Linked DNA regions of Mus musculus: regions 1, 2, 3, 5 and 6 are each linked to region 4. Evidence: chromatin contacts called from public Hi-C data. All regions are on one chromosome and are shown on one strand. Each heading gives the region's core, a stretch centred on a gene start, on an enhancer-like site or on the middle of the called end of the contact. The rest is flanking DNA. Distances are from core to core; before and after follow the strand shown. Region 1 overlaps Gm36132 (a long non-coding RNA gene). Region 2 overlaps Gm46361 (a long non-coding RNA gene). Region 3 holds the start of 9430078K24Rik (RIKEN cDNA 9430078K24 gene). Region 4 overlaps Rad51b (RAD51 paralog B). Region 5 overlaps Rad51b (RAD51 paralog B). Region 6 has its middle 25 kb from the start of Gm36834.

Region 1 (3,011 bases), core at 49-2,548, 360 kb before region 4:
TCCATGTGTCCTTGGCCAGGTTACTGACCTCTCTCTGTCCCCCTCCCATCTGCAACAAGGCTAATGACTGCAATCCCCATATAGGAGGGAGCAGAGGGTGCACCAGGGGACAAACCAAGAATAGGAAAGCATGAATATCTTAGCTGCCATTCTTATCCAAAAAGGAGGCGCAGCGTGAACCTCCTCTCTCAACCACACAACAAGCCTATTTTGTTGTTTTTATTTGTTTTCTTTCACTTAGTTCTGAGACAGGGGCTCACTATATAGTCTTGGCTGGCCCACAACCTACTTCATAGACCAGACTGGCCTTGAACTCACAGCACTGAGATAAAAAGTATTTGCCACCACACTGGGCAAAGCCAGCTTTACAGACCACCAGAATGTTGCGTTTATGTCACCCAAGTAAATGCATTTTTTTAAAGCAATGTGTCACCTTGTTCTTTCTACAGGAATAGAATTCCTTCAAGGACCATTTCTTACAGGAGAGGGAAGACATGGAGGCACAGTAAATGGGTAGGTGACAGGCAAATGGAGAGCCTGGCACTCATGTCAAGGACAAGATAAAGCCTGTCTGCACGGGCTGAAGTAGGGACATTCAGCAAAGTGGTTTTTCTCTGGGCTGTTTGGTGCTTACAGTTTGCCCAGATCCTAACCCAAACTCAAACTGGAACTTCCTGGATGGCGCCACCTTGCCTTGGCAATCCTTAATTTATTAACTCAAAATGCTTCCCAGATCCTGCCCAAGACCTCTCTAACCTGGCTCCCAACTCTCTGTGCTCAGACTCACTGGCCTGCACTGTCACAGCTTTGAATGGGACTGTCCTTGAGATCCATAAAGAAGTACTTCCCCCGGATCCCTCACCAGCCCAAGGCCACTTGCAACCTTCATGGGGGTGTGGGGGGGGGGGGGAGAAACACGACACTGTCCTGGTTTCCACTGGCAGCAACGGTTACTCAGGCTGCCTCCAAACAGCCAGAAGAGTTCCAGAGTCCACAGATCTTGCTTCTCAGTGGCACACACATTCATAGACTTCTCTAAGGTGCTTCCCTGCAGGAGAGCTCTCTGTGAGCTAGGTCCTTACACAGGAGTCTCTGCTGAGGAAAAGCCTTGGACGTGGGGTTAGGAAAGCTGTCAGAGGCTGTTTTGCACAACATCAAACACATTCCAGGCCTTATCTAATCAGGGAGCCTTCTTCAACAGCCATGCAGAGGCTGTTCCTGCAAAGCATTCCCCAGGCAGGGCGAGGGCCTTGATTCTAGAGGCAGAGTAATGGCTCTTTTGGCACAGGCAAAGCTGCCTGGCAGCTGGAGCTTTGAGGTAACCTCTGACCCTCTCCCACAGTTCCTCCCAAGTCCCGCCGCACCACTCTAAGCCACCCTCAAATCCCAGGCTCTAATTGGCTCTGGTTTGTTTTGCCTTTCTCTTCTGTCCAGTGCTTCAAAAGGCACTTCAATAATTGTTTGAGGCACGAAAAAGGCAGGGTTCAGCTTTCCTAACTGGAATTGGAGGTAATTACTGTCTTCCATATTCGAGCCGGTACATGCTGCAAATCACATGGCTCTGGGTTGCTTTCCAGCGGGGTGGCCAGGTCTCAGAGCTACAAGGAGGATTATAGAACTTCACAAAGGCTCTGCTTCAGAGAGAGAAGAATCGACAGGTCTCAGAAGTGCTAGAGGAGTTGTTTATACTCTTCTGCTGTCCGCTCGAGACTGTCCTGAGAGGTTTGGTCTGAAGAGACTTCAACTCTACCCTGGAAGTTTGGGATTTGCTTTTTTATTTTGTTTGCTCTCAATGGGCAGGAACTGACCCCTCCACACACACACACACACACACACACACACACACACACACACACACACACACACACACATAAGCCCCTTCTTGTTTGAAATTAATAACCACATGCTCGACCTAGGCTGCCCAACTTCAGAACAGAACTTCAATGAGTGAGGCTAAGACCCACCTCCAAGAACCAGAATAAGGATTCCATTTTGTGCATTCAAAACAGCAAACCCAAATGTGGAGAGTCTCTGGATCATCCCCCTTCTGCTCCTTGTGGACCCGGAGGGCCTTGTTTAATCGATCAGCTGATTCACAGGACGTCACTCACAGTGAGAGCGGTTGCTGACCCAACCTCAGAGGGTGTGTGAGGTCCACATGAGGTTAGCCCATGTGAAGTGCCTGTCTGGGATCTGTGTATACCAAATGTTCAATAAATATCAGCTAACAGTCACTGTCAAGGAGGGCCTTCTGATGCCAAAGGAGCCAGTCTGAACAGAGCCACCGTGAAATAGTACAATGAAGCAGGAAGGGCTAGGGTGCCAGCCCCAGTGTGAAGTGTCTTCCCTCCAAAGGGAATTGTCTTAAACATCTGAAGTTACCTCTGTCTCAGCCTGGCTCTCGCTCACCATCCTGAACGATCTCATCCAGGTGGAGGGCTGCTGTCCCCACTGTGCTTCTGGCCCTTCTCTTTCCAATGTCCTCCTCAGAGCTCTCAATGTCCTCGAACCTTGACTCCAGGTCAGTAAAGCCGATCAAACCGCACATCCCGGCAAGGGCTCGGTGGAAATCCCCTCTGAGCAGGTGACCTTTACAGGTCGCACACGTTGCTTTCATAGTCTTGAGGACAATGCACAGGCACATACTTATCTGTGTATTTGTCTCATATCTATTTCTAGATAAACTAAAGTTCATGTGAACGAGGCCAAGTTTCTCTGTCCTTTCTTCCTTAACACAGATGACGGTTTGCCTGTGAACTTTCTTTATTCTGTTTATGCAGATCTGAGTGATCGACTAGAGATCTAGCAGGTCCTTTCTGTATATTTGCTGAAGGAATGACTTCTTTCTCTGTCTCTCTGTCTCCCTCCTCCCTTCCCTCCCTCTCTGTGCGGTAATGGTATTGGGAATTGAACTCGGGACCTTGATCACATTAGGCAAATGTTCTACCACAAGCTGCATTCTTCGCCCTCAAACCATGATTTCAAAGCAGAGACAGTTCCTGTCGTCGGGA
Region 2 (3,016 bases), core at 306-2,805, 400 kb before region 4:
TGTGGTCGGCCGTGTGGGGAGACAGTGGGATTTCCACCCATTCTGAGGTTAAGGCTGCTGGGTGCTGACCGTGGGAAGCTGACAGACTCTGTGGCAGTAAGGGCTGAAAATACTTCCCCAACCCACACCACCCTCAAGCCTTTAGGAAAGGGAGCAGATCCCACTCGGCCTTGCAGGCCTGAGCTGCAACACCAGGCTCAGCAGGCTCTGTTACCAGAAAGTGCTAACAGGGGCAGCCCAGGCCTCTGTGAGAGACCTCCCTTGAAAGGATCCTGGCCAGTCCTCTGGCCAATACCCACTGAGAGGCAGAGAACAACCACGAAGGAAGAAATGAGAAGCCTGAAGGTTTATAGGGAGGCTATTTGGCCCTACCCAGCCTCTCTGTGGGCTCTCTCAGCCACTATCCATAGAGCTTGAGGTTTAAAGAATGCAGGGAAGAGAGAACAGGCCCCAAACTGATTAGGACCCAACTTTCCAAACAGACACAGGTCACCCTCTTCCTGCCCCAAACACCAGGCAGAGCAAATGCTATTAATAACTGCAGCCTCTCTCCAGGCCACGAGGGCTGAGCCTGCTCCTCCAACTCGGCCAGCTGTTCTGAAACAGGTTTGGGAAAGTAATCTTTGGCACGTAATGAAAAGGGTGTGTAAGGGAGGGGGGTGCCCAAGAGTTCTCTATCAGGGCCAATATTATTTTTAATTGCCGAGAATCAGCCTGTGGCCGTTACTCAAGGCTGCAGAGACCGGGTTTGCCAGGGATCGGAAACCAACTTCAAGAGGAGTTGAAAAGCTCATTCCAAAGACTGTTCATTACTGAGCTGTGGCTTCTTGTGGAAAATCAGGTTATGTCTTGACGTTTGTACAATCCATTCTCCATGCCACCTCTCTCCCCCCTGTATCCCGCCGAGAGAGTGAGCGAGCAGTGAATTTGAGTTATCTGGGAATTTTAGTGTCTGACCCCCCCCCACAACCTCCACCCCACCCAAAGCATGACCGATGGCCCATTTTTCAAGCCAAATCTTGCCCCATGTAGGCAGCTGTCATGGAACCACAGAAAGTACTTGAAGGAGCACAAGCAATGGCTGGTTCTAATCTGGAGGGGGAAGAATATGAATTAACAAGGCAGTTCCTTATGGAAGAATGTTTTCTTTTCTTCAGCCTCAGCCTGCATATTTTCACAACATGTGTACTCTGTTACCTTGTCACTTCCCTGTTTTCTTTGGGTAAATAACTGGGCTCTGGACTTCAGGAAGAAAGAAAGAAACCCAGCCCAGGAGTGTCACTAAGGCAGGCCTGGCTAGCTGAACTAGCAGGGAGGAAGGAGTCTGTGCTGAGGGCCAAGGCAGCTTGTGCAGACTCAGTCTGGCCGGCCTAGCAGGGGCTGTTCACTGATCTCTACAGGTACTGGTGTGGGAGTGAGAGACCCGGGCACTGAACTGCCCAGCTGGGCCCTGTGCTTGGCAGACCTCAAGGCTGCAGGAAGTAAACAACTCTCCTTAGCTGAGTCAACTGTGAAGGCCTCTCTGAACCCAGCAGAGTCAACAAGGCTCACAAAGGCTCTTCTGCCAACTCTGCCCTTCCACTGGCCAGTGAGGCAGCAGGGATGAGAGAGGCCACTCTTGTGGTTCCCAGCAGTGAACCAGGGAGGAACTGGCAGGAGCCAGGGCCTTCTGTGGAACATGGGATAGGCTCTTCCTCCAGATCGAGAAAGTGTTTGGATGTGTTGGTGATGGAGTCCCGTGCAGATGTCCAAAGGCTTCTGTTCTTGTCTTCCAGGGATGCTGGGCTTTTCACTTGAACATTCCCCTGTGGTGTCTGTCACCTACTCCAGAAGAGGTAGAAAATAAATAAATAAATAAATAAATAAATAACCACTGGGCCACTAACTGGATGTCTTTCAAAGTTGCACTATTAAAGAAGGCATGAGATGATCCGTTGTGGGTTCCTTTAATGAGTGAAGATCTTTTCATTATAGAGCAGCAATGACTCTTTTTGATTTTGATTACATTTTTATTTCTTCATCTGTGCACGTGTGGGCACACATATAGGCGGTGGTCAGGAGACAGCTTGCAGAAGTCAGTTCACTCCTTCCACCACTGGGTCCCAGTGAGTCAAAGTTGGGGTGGTCAGGCTTTGTGCAAACCCCTAATCCACCCAGCTACTTCACCAGCTGAGTAACAGCAACTCTTACTTACTCAGCTCTTCACCACTGATAGTCAGAGAAGAAAATCAGAATTAGAAATGATGGATGACTCACGCCTATAATTGCAACACTTGGGTGACTGAGGCAGGAGAATTATGACTTTCAATCCGACCTGGGGTACATAGCAAGGTCTTGTGTTCCCCCCGCAAAAAATTAAACAGAATATAGAACCAATAAAATAATACTATCTTATTGCTCTTGATATTATATAGCATGTAAAAGAAGTTAAGTTTGCCATGTGTCACAGCATGCTTGCAGGAGAAACTGAGGCATACCTATTCAGAGACTGAGACTCTCATAAAGTCCAACAGTGGGCTTGGGAAAGGAAGGGTTAACTGGCTGTTGTCTGGGTGGCTGCATACCTATGTTTCTTTTTTTTTTCCATCTGCTCAGGAGCCTTTGATTCCAACCTTGAAATTCCCTGTCTCACCTTGTAGATCACACAGCCCTCCAGCCTTCCTGGGACAGATCTTTGGAACTTTAAAGTTGAATTTTCGGTTGCAAAGGTCTGGTCCTCATCTGCTGAGCACCTCTTTATATATCCCTGGAGTGAGGCAAATGTCCACAGGAGGGGTCACTTTGATGCTCAGGATGATCAGGATGGTGACTTTGGAAGCCATGCCTATCCTAAATTGCAGACTGCAAGGGCTTGTGGAAAAAAAGGAGACAGAGAGACAGGGGGAAGCAGAGACACAGAGAGAGACATCAGAGAGAGTGAGAGACATAGAAAGACACAGAGATAGACAGTCAGACAGACAGAAAGAGATAGACCGAGAAAACAGGCAGACAGAAATAGAGAGAGACAGAGAACCAA
Region 3 (3,124 bases), core at 615-3,114, 430 kb before region 4:
CACAAAGCCAGGGTTTAGTGATTGCACAAGGGGCCCGATCCCTACGAAGCCAGCCCAAGGAGCCACATCAGCTCTCTCTGAGCCTTCGCTTGTTGCAGCAAATACTCCTCTTCAAGTCACCTGCAGCCAATAGGATGCTAGAGGACAGGCTCCTAACCATCTTGGCTCTCCGCAGCAGTCTTCTGCAGACTTCTGCAGAACTGGGGTGTCCCACAAAGAGATGAGGGGCACTTAGCACACAATGCTTTCTTTTCTGGTTTTGGTGGAGAAATCTCTGCTGTCTGATCATGACTCAGAAATTATATAACTTGTTCAGAGAACAAAATGCTAAGTGTTCATTAAGTGAGTTGGGAGACCCAGAAGGTCCAGACACTGTATAGAGCAGGTCCTGGAGCTGCAGGCAGAGATCTAATTGGGGGGAGGCCCTGGAAGGGAGAGAGGATGAGAAGGAGCTTTAACGGAGGAATTTCTGAGACCATCATGGAGTTCCCGTCTTTTCTTTAGTGTCTCCAATCGGCTTCATACAATACAGTCAAGGTATAGTGGATCAACTCCAGGACAGGCAATCACAGTGCAGACCCATCTTACCATCTGGGAGGTGGGACATCTCCATAGGGTGATGGAGAAAGGTCACAGGCAGGGTTGGGACGAGAACTCTTGCCTTGTCTTTCCTCAATATTCTCTTTCTACTTGAAAAGAGAAGGATAAAGTCCTCCAGTGCTGGAGTCAGATGGCTTTAGTGTGTAGCCTGAAAGATTCAGTCTACTGGCCATGTGACTCCTCCACAGTACTAAAGGGAATAGATTTCTCCAATAGAGTGGTCCAGCTTGCCTCTTCCTCTGGGCCCCGGGAATTAGCTCATTAGACTCCTCTTGGGTGTCGAGACAATGGGTTGCCATGGGTACTCTCAGAACAGCACCCAACATGTAATGAGTTCTGTAGGGTGGGGTCATCCCCTTCTTCTCCCTCCAACTCTCCTTCTTTTCCCTTCCCTTCTTCCCCCTCCTCTTGAACCTAGGTCTGGTTAGCTGTGGACATTTGTCTATTTTGCTATAACCCCTGGCAGTTTCAGCGTGTTAGAGGAGTGTGGGAATCGGGCACTGGCCTGTGTCCTGCAGTGAGCCATAAAACAGCGGCAAAGGGAGCGGCCAGTGCAGATAGGCCTAGAGATGAAAGGCAGTGTGTTTTCCTTTCCAGAGTTCGGCTGTGTTCCTGAAGGCCCACAGCTTCCTCTGTCCTGCTGCTGGCTCTCCTTTTTTTTTTTTTTTCTCTTCCCAGTTCCCCTCAGGGATATCTTAAGAGGCAAACTTCCAGCACTAACAGGAGGTCTTTTGTTCTCCTAGTCTCAAAGTGGACTTTAACCCAGTTACTACAGACTGAGTCACAGTAAAAACAAACAAATAATAATACTTGGTTTTTCTTAAAGCCTCTTCCATTCCTGTTGACTGAAAAGGGGGAATCTGACACTTTCTTGGGCCTATGGGGGCTCTTCCCCACCCCAACCTTTTAGAGAGACAGTCTCAGAGAACCTTCCAGAACATTCTGGAGCTAGGCACTATGACTTGTTTTAGACTTTCATCTGATTTTGGGTGGTGTATGGACTCTGAGGAATTTGGGGGTCTCAGCATAGTCCTGGTAGGGCTCATCCTAGTCTGAGGAGCACTTGTTACACTCCTGGTGTGGACACATACTTACTCCTGGACTAGCCTCCCTTATTCACACTTTAGAGTCTTTATATGTGAAACTAGGGGATGAGGACATTCTCTGATTTTATCAAGAGAGACTTTGCGATTGACCCTGCTCTGCTAGAAGACGCTAGGGCAAATTAAGATGCTGTTTATAGCAGTCTGAGTCCATTCACTAAAAGCTTTATGGGCCCTTAGGAGTAGGGTGGGTGTCAGAGGAGAAAACCCCACTTCCTGGCCTCAGAAAGGCACACAGGTAAGCAGGGAAATGCGGAATCTTTTCCTGAGGTAAGATGGGTTTGTGTGAAGGGAAGGGGGTGACTGTTTCCATGGGGAGGGCATAGAAGTTTTTCCTAGGGGATGTAGCAATTGAGAGTGGAGCTGCTCAGGGAATGGAAAGTTGGGTGTTTAGGACAGGTGGAAGGAGCGAGGAAGGGTCCAAGGCATTGGGCTCATCAACAAAATGCTGTCTTAAGTATTTCTCTAAGAAGTTTTGCTTACATGTAAAAAAATATGGTTTTGCTTAAAGGCTCTTCTATTCCTGTTGACTGAAAGGGGGAACCTGACACTGCCTTGGGCCTACGGGACTCTTCTCCACCCCGATCTTTTAGAGACACAGTCTAGGAGAACCTTCCAGAACATGTGGAGCTTGGCACTGTGACTTGTTTTAGACTTTCATCTGATCTTGTTTAAGCAGACCTGGGCCTTCTCTTTTGTAAAAAGAGAAGAGTCTAGAAGAACATGCTACCAGCTTTGGAACTCTGTTCTAAGATGTCCGACTACATGCAACATTAAGACATGCCTGAGGCCACTAGTCCATCAGACACACTGCCCAAGGGTGTAGCCGTGGTTCCCAGTGAAAGGATTCCCATTCCCTAAGAGCTTGTCATCCTTAACTCCCCAGAGTGCAAGGACCTTGGGCAACACACTCATCACTCCCATCATGAAAAGCCAATTCAGGTGCTTGAAAATGCTGGTTCAATTAGCCCCAACTTCTAGGTCTTCTTTCTATGTGCCATCTCCAGAATCCTTGGGTAGATTGATGGTCCTCTGTGTGGCTATGGCTCATTCTTTACATTGTGACTTAAGCTCCATTCTCCAACAGCCCTCCTCCTGGGCTGTGAGCTCCTTAGAGGGAACTATGCTAAAGTACTTTTGTTTGTTTGTTTGAGATGGGGCCTCACTATGTAGCCTGGCTGTTCTGGAACTGGCTATGTAGACTAAGCTGGCCTCAAACTTATGGATATTACCTGCCTCTGTTTCCTGAATGCTGAGAATAAAGGCATGTACCATTGTCCCCAGCTAGTACTGTCAAACAGTCAATCTTTCCCAATGTTTGTTTCATAGACCTATAATGTGACCAAGGGATGGTTGATGGTGTATTCTGTTCTGTCTGACAAATAACAACAGAAATGTCACCTTCATCACCATCAACTTAA
Region 4 (2,901 bases), core at 109-2,608:
TGTTTCCTAGGGTTGTTTTGGGGATTGGTTGTGTTTGGTTTGGTTTGGTTTAAAGGCAAGATCTCCCGCTACAGCTCAGGCTGCCACTGGACCTTTGTTACTTCTCTGGACTACTTAAGGCTCTTGAGTATTACAGGCACCACACCTGGCTTAGGTTCTAAGTCTCAATTTCCAGGATCAATGGATTTTTTTTTTTGAGACAAGTTCTTGCTCAGGCTGACCTTGACTTTGAGATTCTCCTGCCTCACCGCTTGAAGTGCTAGGATTACAAGTGTGAGCCTTGAATAAAATTTAAAGGTGTTTTAACTATTATAGTTTAGTAACAAGAGACAGAGCCAATTAGAAATACATATTTGAACAGATGCTTTTGAACACAGATTAGGAAAGTTACCTCTAAAACTGAATTCTACAAATGATTCTCGTAAATTGGGATGGGAACAGGAAGAGAGAAGAAAAAGAATGAAAGAAAAGGAAGAGAAGAAAGAGGCTTGTAAGTCTAAAATATTTAAATCCCCCCCCAAAAGAGAAGTGGGGGGTAGTGGGTCTTTTCTTCTTGATGATAAAAGATTTAATGAGGTGCTAACCCTCATTAGGAAGATCCTAAGATCTGTGGGTAATGAGCCTGTTTTTAAGACACACTAATTTTGCTAAAAGCAGTTGCTGTTAAAAGCTGTTAAAGTATACAGAGAAGCAATGTAACAAACCAGCAAACTACACTTCTGATTTTTGTCATGCTACCAACCTATACTTATCCAGAAATGTTAACTGCCAGCCATCTTTTATCTAATGCAGATTTCATCCTTCACCACCCATCCTTTGCCACAGAAAGCAACAACGTCATTTGGAGTGGAAAACTCTGGGAAGAAAAAACCCAAGCCATGGAAAAAAATGTTCAACAGCAATCTGCCTCCAGCTCTGCAGATTATCAAGCTTGCCCTTGCCTCTTGGGTCTAGAAGCTAGACTTTTGTGCCCAGAATATGGCTGGATGAGGAAGGCAGTTTCAAATCACACCCTGAGGGCTAGGAACAGAACACTTAGTCTATAGTCTTCCAAAGAGGATTGAAGGCTGGACTATAGAGGCCCCTTTCTGATTGGCTCTTGGTGATGTCATGGCCATGTCTCCAGGGCCCAGGAAATTCACCATGACTAATGGAGCCCTCATTTGTGAATACACATTCCATCTCAGAGAAGCAGCAACAGTCTGAGTGTCAGGGCAACACAGATGGCCCAGTTAGGGAATGCCAGCCAGCCACGCACAGAGGGGCTCAGAAGTCCTGAAATAAGCTATTGGTTCATGTTCTCAGTAAACCCTCACCAACTACCTGGACACTGGTGGCCTGTACCTACTGAAGAACATGAACTCTAAACAGAAAAGCAATCACTGAGACAGGATCAATATCCTTCCAGACTTCTAGTGTATTACAGCAGGCATGGGCAATTTTTTTTCTGTAAAGAACCTGATACTATTAATTTTAGCCTCTATACCACACAATCTTTATTGAAACTAGTCATTCCTGTCAATAAGGCACAGAGACAGCAAGTGACAATATATAATAATGAAGCACAGTGCTGCTGAGATAAAACAGGACTTACAAAGTCCACCATCAGACTGGCTTTGGCCCATGAGCTATTATTTGCTGACCTGTGTTTTTATTAAATATTAACCCACCTCTTCCCTGCCACTTATGGGAACCAAGTACTCACAGATAAAGGTACAGTTACAGGAAAGCATATGAAAGAGTTTTCCACAACATGCCTCTCATGACATTCTACTAGGATATAAAGACGCTGGAGTGCTTCTCTGTAAACTTTGAGAATATCGATTCTAGAGATAAATGTTTGGGTATGAATGCTGCCCCTGTTATCATTCAGTATAAGGCCTTACATAGTTATGTTCCTCTAAGAGTGGGCTTTCTCATCTACAAAATAATAATCCAAGTTGTGCCTGCTAGTAGGGCTAGGCTGAAAGTTCACTGAGATAATGTTTGAGCGGAGCTCAGCATACTACCCAGGACACTTCAGCACTCAACAGTAACATGCTACGAATGTCAAGGTTAGTACAAGTGATCACAATTACCGCTCTTGACCGCCGATGCTCAAAGAGAAGCAGCATGGGACACTATAAATGCTAGAACACTCTGAACTTCTTTCCAAAGCCATTAATTCCTATTAATGCCATCATTACATTAATAGCTACACACAGTTTGACAATGAACATATAACTGAACTGTCCCTATATTAAACGACTGAGCTGTGAGCCGCCTGTTATCATCATGAGCAACATGATGATGAATGTCTCTGAACACATGCCTTTGAACGCTGATTCAGTTTTATATTTGGGGGCGAAGATGTAAATCTGCATATTTTAGAGAACTGTCTGTTGTCCTGCCAACTGGCTCTCCAGAAAGGCTGTGCTTGTTTCTGTTTCTACCATTCCTGTCAGGATCCAGTTCTTACCATTCTTGACAAGCCTACGACTACTTTATTTTAAAATTGGGGGAGGGGGGGGCGAGAATGAAAACCTGAACTCACTGAATGATTTGCACAAATTTAATAAAAAAGTTAAATGTTTTCTTTGGCCTACAAGTTTATGAGACATTTAATAATTATTTTGATTAAGGACAGATCTTTCCAGAGCCGTATGATTCATAAATATTATGATGATAATCCTACTTTATGATGAGAAAGCTGGAGGCCAGAAACCCACTATAGAAAGCCAAAGTACTCCAGACAAAGCAAAAGATATATGGGAACACAAACAAGAAATAAACTTTGCTCTGTGCAGGGCCACACAGAGTTCACCAGAACATGGCAGGCAAGACTGAGCTTTGCATAGAAGACAAAAATCAGTGTCTTCTTGCGAACACATCTGACTTTTCTTCCTTTTGGATTATATCAAA
Region 5 (2,958 bases), core at 208-2,707, 300 kb before region 4:
AAGCAGCCGACAGCGGGCCTGCTCATCCACCCTCTTCAATCACTGGGCCAGCTTCCTCCTTGGAAGGTCCTTCACCCAGTCAGACTCTAGAAGGGTCAGCTGGCCTCTCCCAGCCTGCACCAATCCCTCTACCCCTAGCATCAGCCACACACTTGGCTTCCCATCTCTGCTCCCATCCCAGTGCTGTTTTTTTCTTTACTTATTATACATAAGTACATTATAGCTGTCTTCAGACACACCAGGAGAGGGCGTCAGGTCTCATTTCAGGTGGTTGTGAGCCATCATGTGGCTGCTGGGAATTGAACTCAGGACCTTCGGAAAAGCAGTCAGTGCTCTTACCCGCTGAGCCATCTCCCCAGCCCTAGCGGTGCATTTGCATCTCACTGAGACCAGGGGCACGAGCAGAGAGATGTAGGTCAAACTGGAGCTCCCCGTGAAGTCTCTCTTCCCCGATCGTAGCCTGGTGCTCAGACGCCCACCCCTATTAAAACCTATCCCCCAAATCAATGGCTTTCCTGCTTCCCTCCTGAGCCCTCCACCTTCAACCCAGTCCATCAGTCCTGGCAGTCCATCAGTCCATCAGTCCTCTCTGCTTCGTTCAGCCCTGTTACCACTTGCTAGTACTGAGGCTTCCAGGGAGGGTAAAGGAAAAGTAGATTCCCAGTTCCTCTCCATTCCCAACATCCTCCTTCCAGTGGTACAAAGGACCGAACTCTCCCTCGGACTCCACCTGGGCCCCTGCTAACGGCCAGGGCCCTTGGAAGCTGGTGGCCACTGGGTGCTTGGCTCCCTCTCCTTTGGGGTCTAAGTATTTCCTAGGCCCTAGAGGGCCTAGCGTGAGGAGGCAGAACCCCAGACAAATGCAGGGCAGACAAAGAAGATGCAAACAGGATGGTATTACCATGTTAACGGCTTCGGTCCAGCAGCCTCCTGAAGATGCCTGGGAGGGTGCTTTTCTTTCTTTTACTTTTTCTTTTCTTTCTTTCTTTCTTTTTTTTTTTTTTTTTTTTTTTTTTTTTTTTGCCAAAGGAGAATAGTTCCGCTTTCTATTTTACTACAACAATAGCATGGACTGGCTCCTTCAAGGGTTTCAAAAAGCAGCTTGAGAAATCTCTAACCACCCCCTTGGTCTTTCCAGCCTGCCCTTTCATTGTCTCTCCCATGCCAGTGAACAAAGAGGAGGGACGGTGTCAGGCCCCCAGTCGCAGCCGCCTGCATCTCGCCGTCCTAATCCTTGAGAACTCGTGAGGGGAATGGCCTGTGGAGCTGGTCAATCACATCTCGCCTTCACCTTTCATTCTCTCCCTCTGCTGTGCACAGAGAGCTTCAGGTATTAGCAATCTTTGGGGTTTGCAGAGGGATAAAAGGCACCGAGGGACCATTCCCACGGTCACTCACAGCCCCACCCCCAGAGCAGCCAGCGTGAGCTAACAGTGCTTTCCCACCACTCCAGCCTCACTCTCTCCTCCAGACTGACAGGAAGCTACAATGGCACCTGCCATTCTCTTAGTGGTAGCCTATAGGACCTGCCCCAGCCTCTTAGGTAACCTCCCCACTGCCCTCCTCTGTGTCCTGCAGGCAGGAACTGCAGGCTTCCACCAGGAAAGCTTTGTGGCTTCAGCTGCAGGCACCTCTCCAGGTTTATTATACAGGGAGCAGGGATTCTCTGCTTTAAACCTGGGGACTACGCAGGGCTTCCGGCATGCTCAGCTGCTAAAATCGGGGTGAGAGTAAGCTTGTGTGTTTCAGCCTGTGGTGATCTCAAGGTAACGCCTGTGCTGAGAGGAGAGACAGAAGTATGTGGTCTCCCAGGAGAAGTGGGTACATGGAAGTCTGGAGGCCTTTAGGGATGGCTCAGGCTGCCTACTGCAGTCTAAGCCACAGGTCACTTGTGGTCTACATACATAACTCACCATGTACATACAGACACACTTATGGATTGGTCCTTTCACATGTGATATAACCTGATAATTTCCTGTTCTCCTTCCTCTCCTCCCCCCCCAGTCCCCCCCCTTTTTTAAGATTTATTTTATTTATCATATGTAAGTACACTGTAGCTATCTTCAGACACCAGAAGAGGGAATCGGGTTTCATAACGGATGGTTGCAAGCTGCCATGTGGTTGCTGGGACTTGAACTCAGGACCTCCGGAAGGGCAGTCAGTGCTCTTAACCGCTGAGCCAGCTCTCCAGCCCCCTCAATGCTGGTTCTTACGAACCAGTTTCATTGCTGACTGATAACAGGTTACTGTATGGTTCTTAAAAGCTGGGGCCCCAGAGACTTTTCTCCAAATCACACAGCAGAGTTGGAACGGAAAACCAAGCACTCTTTCTGATAAAAATGAGGCTCAGGTTTTCTGGGGAGAACAACTCTAGTCCCTAACCTCCACCCCCACCCCCATCTCCCCAGAAGAGTCAGGAGCACATGGTGGCAAGAGGGCAGGGCATGAGAGGTTCAGAGGCATTGCTGACAGGAGACAGAGTTCCCTCACAGGGAAGTGCTTCTGGGGGAACTGGGACCAGCAGCCAGTGAGGTGTGGAGCCCCGCCCCTGGGAATGTTTTCTATTGGTTGGAAACTCTTCATCCTGACATTTTCTTGAATTCTCTTCTTTCTTGGACATATTGATCCAGGTCCATCCCCTTCAGTAACATATTTTCTTTGCTGGTTTCTAGTTTCTTCTGTAGCTATATTTATTATTACTATTAATTATTATTACTGTGTATTTGCATGCATATGCTCATGTACATACATGACATAGCATGCATGTGGAAGTCAGAGGACAACTTTTGAGGCTTGTTCTCTTCTTCTACCTTCTGTTTTTTTTCTTTTTCCTTTTTAGATTCTATTTTATGTGTAAGAATATATCGCCTGCATATATGTATGCACACCACATGTGTGCCTGGTGTCCACAGAGGCCAGAAGAGGCATCAAATCCCCTGGAATTGGAGTCACAGATGG
Region 6 (3,044 bases), core at 332-2,831, 490 kb before region 4:
CAGGGATCTAAGTTTCTTCTTTACCTTGCTAGGGTTACACACAGATCACCACATCCAGCTTTTTATGTGGCTATTGCAGATCTGAACTTAGGTCCTTGTGCTTGTGAGGTAAGCCCTTTCCTGAGCCATCTCTCTAGCCTCTGCCTCATTTTTTAATGGAGAAGCAAAATAGAAATGGGATGGCACTTGGGATGAGGTATGGACGAGGTAAGAGAAGGTCACATGGAGAACATATGAAGAGAGCAAATGTGATGAATATGAAGGGTAAGAGTGAGGTCTTTGGGTATCTGAAAAGTGTTGATACAGGAGGGCTTTGCCTATGAGGGCCATAAAGAAAGCACCAGTGGGTGTCAGTTAAAGGCAGGGTGACTGGATCATATTCTGTGGCTAGTAGAACAGCATGTGGTGACATGACTCTGGCTGTGTTAGAGGTATTGGAGACATAAACTGTTAGAGAGGAAACAGTATCATCACATGAACAGGAGGTCCATGAGCCTAAAGAATCCCTGTGGACTCGACATATCCAATGCACGGCTGATGCTTGCTTTCTGTATCTCCTTCACACTACTGCTCATCAGCTTTGGTGAGGGGGCGGTGGTGGACCACATCCAGTAACTAGTCTTTAGTGCTTGGATCTCTGGCACTCCAAGACGGGCATTTCTCTTCAAGAGACTTTGGGGGGAATCTTTGAAAATGCAGATTTCCCCAGCATAGAGGAAGATCCTGGGTGTTCAGGCAGACCTGGGTGTGGCACACCTTTTTTCCTGAAACCCCAGACAGGTAATTTGCATCAAGCATCATCAACTCCCAGGAGTGGCTGAAGGGCTTCTGTCCCAGAGAGCCTTTGTACTAGTCTGTTTCCTGTGCTGTGCTGTGGGAATAATGATGACTACCATGCAGCATGTTGTAAGGAATGTATGAATGGATATCTGGGAATCCTGGGGCCAAGTCATAATCGCCACTCTTTCCATGCATTCACAGAGCTCAAAGTGATAGCCATGTCTGTGAAATCTTGGGTATCAGATACTCACTCAGGCCTTTATGTGAAATATGTGCACTTCTTTCCTTTAAAGTTGCTGGAAAAAGTTGGCATTTGGGGGCAGTTCCTGAATGGATGCACTGCTTCAGTAGCCTCCGACAATGCTTGTGCAACCCCCCCCCCCCACACTAACATCCCCTTGGATGCTCTAAAGGATGGTCTCTTGGGCTCCTTGTCCTAAGTTCAATGAATAGCCTGCCAGCTTCAGAAACCACTGCAAGGAGTGGCCATTCCTTTCCCTTCCCCATGGTTTCAGCCCCACAAGGCCTCTTCAGAGAAACCTGGTGTCTCTTTCCCCTGGACATTCTGTGCCACACAGTCAATCCCATCACGGTAGGTTCCTGCCTTCCAACCAGAGACATAAACACATGCTAGAGGTCTGGGACAAAGGTTCTGTTCTGGACCCACCTGAATTTTTATCTCCATTTTAAAGAAAGACTAGACAGACGCCCAATAAAAGCTTGCTGTTTAGGCTTTCAACCTTGTCACTAATCCCTTTGTGAAGTCAGAAGCAGGAAGAGTAAACATGTTAGCATTTATTCAGCTGACTGACGACAACATTGGGCAACTGTTTGTGATTTACAAACTAGAGCTGCCCACGGGCTCCACTCATGTGGCCGACGGCGTGTCTTTGTCTTAGTGATTGCAAATATTGTTAAAATAAAGCAGGAGATTTTTACGGGAAACTACGGATCTCTGGGCTCTCTTTAAAGAATCCAACAGAAACTGAGTCATGGCTTATCTCTAGGTCCCCTATATGTTGTGTTTTGGGCTTCTGCTGGTTCCCATAGGCATCTGAGTATTCAGCCCAAGGTTTGTTAGTTTCAAAGCTTGTGACTTCAACAGGAAAATCGGGAAACATTGAATTTGGAGACATTTGGCTTCCTGGGTTTATTTCCTGACTCACTATAGCTTGTGTTCTTCCAGCTTCCTCCAGCCCAACAGTCCCTTTCCTGTGGTACAACCAAAGCCTAGTAATGCCCACTGTGTGGGCCACGCCCCTTTGCCCATGTTCACAGTTCTTCGAGGTCCCCCTGAACCATGCCAGCTTTAGGAGTGCTAAGTGGGGGGCTGGGGTGGGGTCAGGCTTCAGCCTGGCTGTATTTCCTTGACTTCGCTTTATCTCAGAGACCGCAGTAGTTCCCAGGCATGGGGGAGGGGGTGGCCTGTGATGGCTGGCCTTCTCCAGAACCTCCTATCAGAGCAGTAATGGTCTGCTTGTCCTGTTACAGTGATCCTGAGACTGCCCACACTCAACAGGGCAGGAGGGACCCTGCTGGGGTTCTGCTTCCTGCTCTCTGCAAGGGCAGATTTCAAAGCTCTCAGTTCACTCCTTCTTCTCTGCCCCCTCCCACACTCCTTTCCTCCCCAACATTCCTTGTTTCTTGTTTATATTGCAGAAAACATCTGTGAGAGTAAATGGCCGGGATGAAAGATCTTGGCAAAGGGCTATTTTTCTTTGCTTGGCTTCAAGGGAGCCAGATGAAGACTTGAGCCTCACAGAGCCTTCCCCCAAGCCCTGGCCCCAGAGGGGAGAGAACTAGATCTGAAGGAAGACAGACCAGAAGGTGGCCCAGCCAGGCTCCCCAGGCTGGAAGGTTGTTTTTCCACTAGAACTGGCTGGCCCGGAGGAAAGTAGATCCCCTGTGTGTCCCCAGATGGTTCTGTGGGGGGTTTCCTGCCTACTCTGTCCCCTACTGTTCCGCACTCTTCTGGGTTTGGTGACCTGTTTTGCAGGGGAGATTCTCACACCTTTTCTGTCTCTTGCCTTTCTCCAGAGCAGTTGTGCAGTGCAGGAAGTGGCTGCCTGGGCACTGCACACACTCTTTTTCTAAAGCTTTATACAGTTTTATCCAAGCTAGTGACTTCTCTGGGTCTTAGATTCTCCATCAGGGGTGTGGGGATAATGGTGTTTATTTCACAGTGACATGGTAAAGAAGAAATATCAAAGAACAAAGCCAGTTCCTTTGTCAAGTAAGTGCAGAGTGTGTGGCAGAGGTGGCGG

Evidence for each region. Hi-C and Micro-C count contacts between places; a contact is called where the count stands out from the background.
Region 1: a contact with region 4 is called in a Hi-C map of uterus, with 5 times the contacts expected there. The contact joins two enhancer-like sites. A contact is called at or near these places in 6 of 484 Hi-C or Micro-C datasets (myocytes, nephron progenitors and uterus), 1 of 115 datasets of contacts at active chromatin or transcription factors (stem cell-derived neural progenitor cells) and 2 of 9 other capture datasets (embryonic stem cells and embryonic trunk).
Region 2: a Hi-C map of muscle stem cells shows a contact between it and region 4, with 1.9 times the contacts expected there. The contact joins two enhancer-like sites. A contact is called at or near these places in 2 of 484 Hi-C or Micro-C datasets (muscle stem cells and myocytes), 7 of 115 datasets of contacts at active chromatin or transcription factors (astrocytes, cardiomyocytes, differentiating embryonic stem cells and 4 more) and 1 of 9 other capture datasets (embryonic stem cells).
Region 3: a Hi-C map of uterus shows a contact between it and region 4, with 1.9 times the contacts expected there. The contact joins the promoter of 9430078K24Rik here to the enhancer-like site in region 4. A contact is called at or near these places in 1 of 15 datasets of contacts at CTCF or cohesin (the NIH/3T3 cell line), 2 of 484 Hi-C or Micro-C datasets (the 3T3-L1 cell line and uterus), 4 of 115 datasets of contacts at active chromatin or transcription factors (the NIH/3T3 cell line, epiblast stem cells, fibro-adipogenic progenitors and 1 more) and 1 of 9 other capture datasets (embryonic stem cells).
Region 5: a Hi-C map of uterus shows a contact between it and region 4, with 8 times the contacts expected there. The contact joins two enhancer-like sites.
Region 6: a contact with region 4 is called in a Hi-C map of uterus, with 4 times the contacts expected there. The contact joins two enhancer-like sites. A contact is called at or near these places in 3 of 484 Hi-C or Micro-C datasets (bone marrow-derived macrophages and uterus) and 2 of 115 datasets of contacts at active chromatin or transcription factors (differentiating embryonic stem cells and embryonic fibroblasts).

What each region holds. Positions count from the first base shown.
Region 1 is chr12:79,858,073-79,861,083 of GRCm38.p6, reverse strand. Gm36132 (a long non-coding RNA gene) reads left to right here. Exons shown (of 4, transcript XR_381728.4): 4 at 450-2,241. Among named protein-coding and RNA genes, the nearest start is that of Gm36132, 8.0 kb to the left of the region's middle. Within about 2 kb of position 1,298, at least 105 of the 459 cell types and tissues checked have an H3K27ac peak or open chromatin away from gene starts, as enhancers often do. A contact at or near this core is called in uterus, where this site is marked.
Region 2 is chr12:79,903,555-79,906,570 of GRCm38.p6, reverse strand. It overlaps Gm46361 (a long non-coding RNA gene), which reads right to left. Exons shown (of 2, transcript XR_001780641.1): 2 at 1,989-2,746. Among named protein-coding and RNA genes, the nearest start is that of Gm51985, 5.4 kb to the left of the region's middle. Within about 2 kb of position 1,555, at least 114 of the 459 cell types and tissues checked have an H3K27ac peak or open chromatin away from gene starts, as enhancers often do. A contact at or near this core is called in astrocytes, muscle stem cells and myocytes, where this site is marked.
Region 3 is chr12:79,935,004-79,938,127 of GRCm38.p6, reverse strand. It overlaps 9430078K24Rik (RIKEN cDNA 9430078K24 gene), which reads left to right and starts at 1,864. Exons shown (of 4, transcript NR_131074.1): 1 at 1,864-1,941. 4933435C09Rik (a long non-coding RNA gene) reads right to left here and starts at 1,589. Exons shown (of 3, transcript XR_381736.3): 1 at 589-1,589.
Region 4 is chr12:79,502,513-79,505,413 of GRCm38.p6, reverse strand. All of the region lies in intron 7 of Rad51b (RAD51 paralog B), which reads right to left. Among named protein-coding and RNA genes, the nearest start is that of Rad51b, 210 kb to the right of the region's middle. Within about 2 kb of position 1,358, at least 138 of the 459 cell types and tissues checked have an H3K27ac peak or open chromatin away from gene starts, as enhancers often do. A contact at or near this core is called in the NIH/3T3 cell line, astrocytes, epiblast stem cells and 5 more, where this site is marked.
Region 5 is chr12:79,806,035-79,808,992 of GRCm38.p6, reverse strand. The region is part of intron 10 of Rad51b (RAD51 paralog B); the gene reads right to left. Among named protein-coding and RNA genes, the nearest start is that of Gm36048, 8.6 kb to the right of the region's middle. Within about 2 kb of position 1,457, at least 38 of the 459 cell types and tissues checked have an H3K27ac peak or open chromatin away from gene starts, as enhancers often do. A contact at or near this core is called in uterus, where this site is marked.
Region 6 is chr12:79,993,433-79,996,476 of GRCm38.p6, reverse strand. No RefSeq gene overlaps it. Among named protein-coding and RNA genes, the nearest start is that of Gm36834, 25 kb to the left of the region's middle. Within about 2 kb of position 1,581, at least 61 of the 459 cell types and tissues checked have an H3K27ac peak or open chromatin away from gene starts, as enhancers often do. A contact at or near this core is called in uterus, where this site is marked.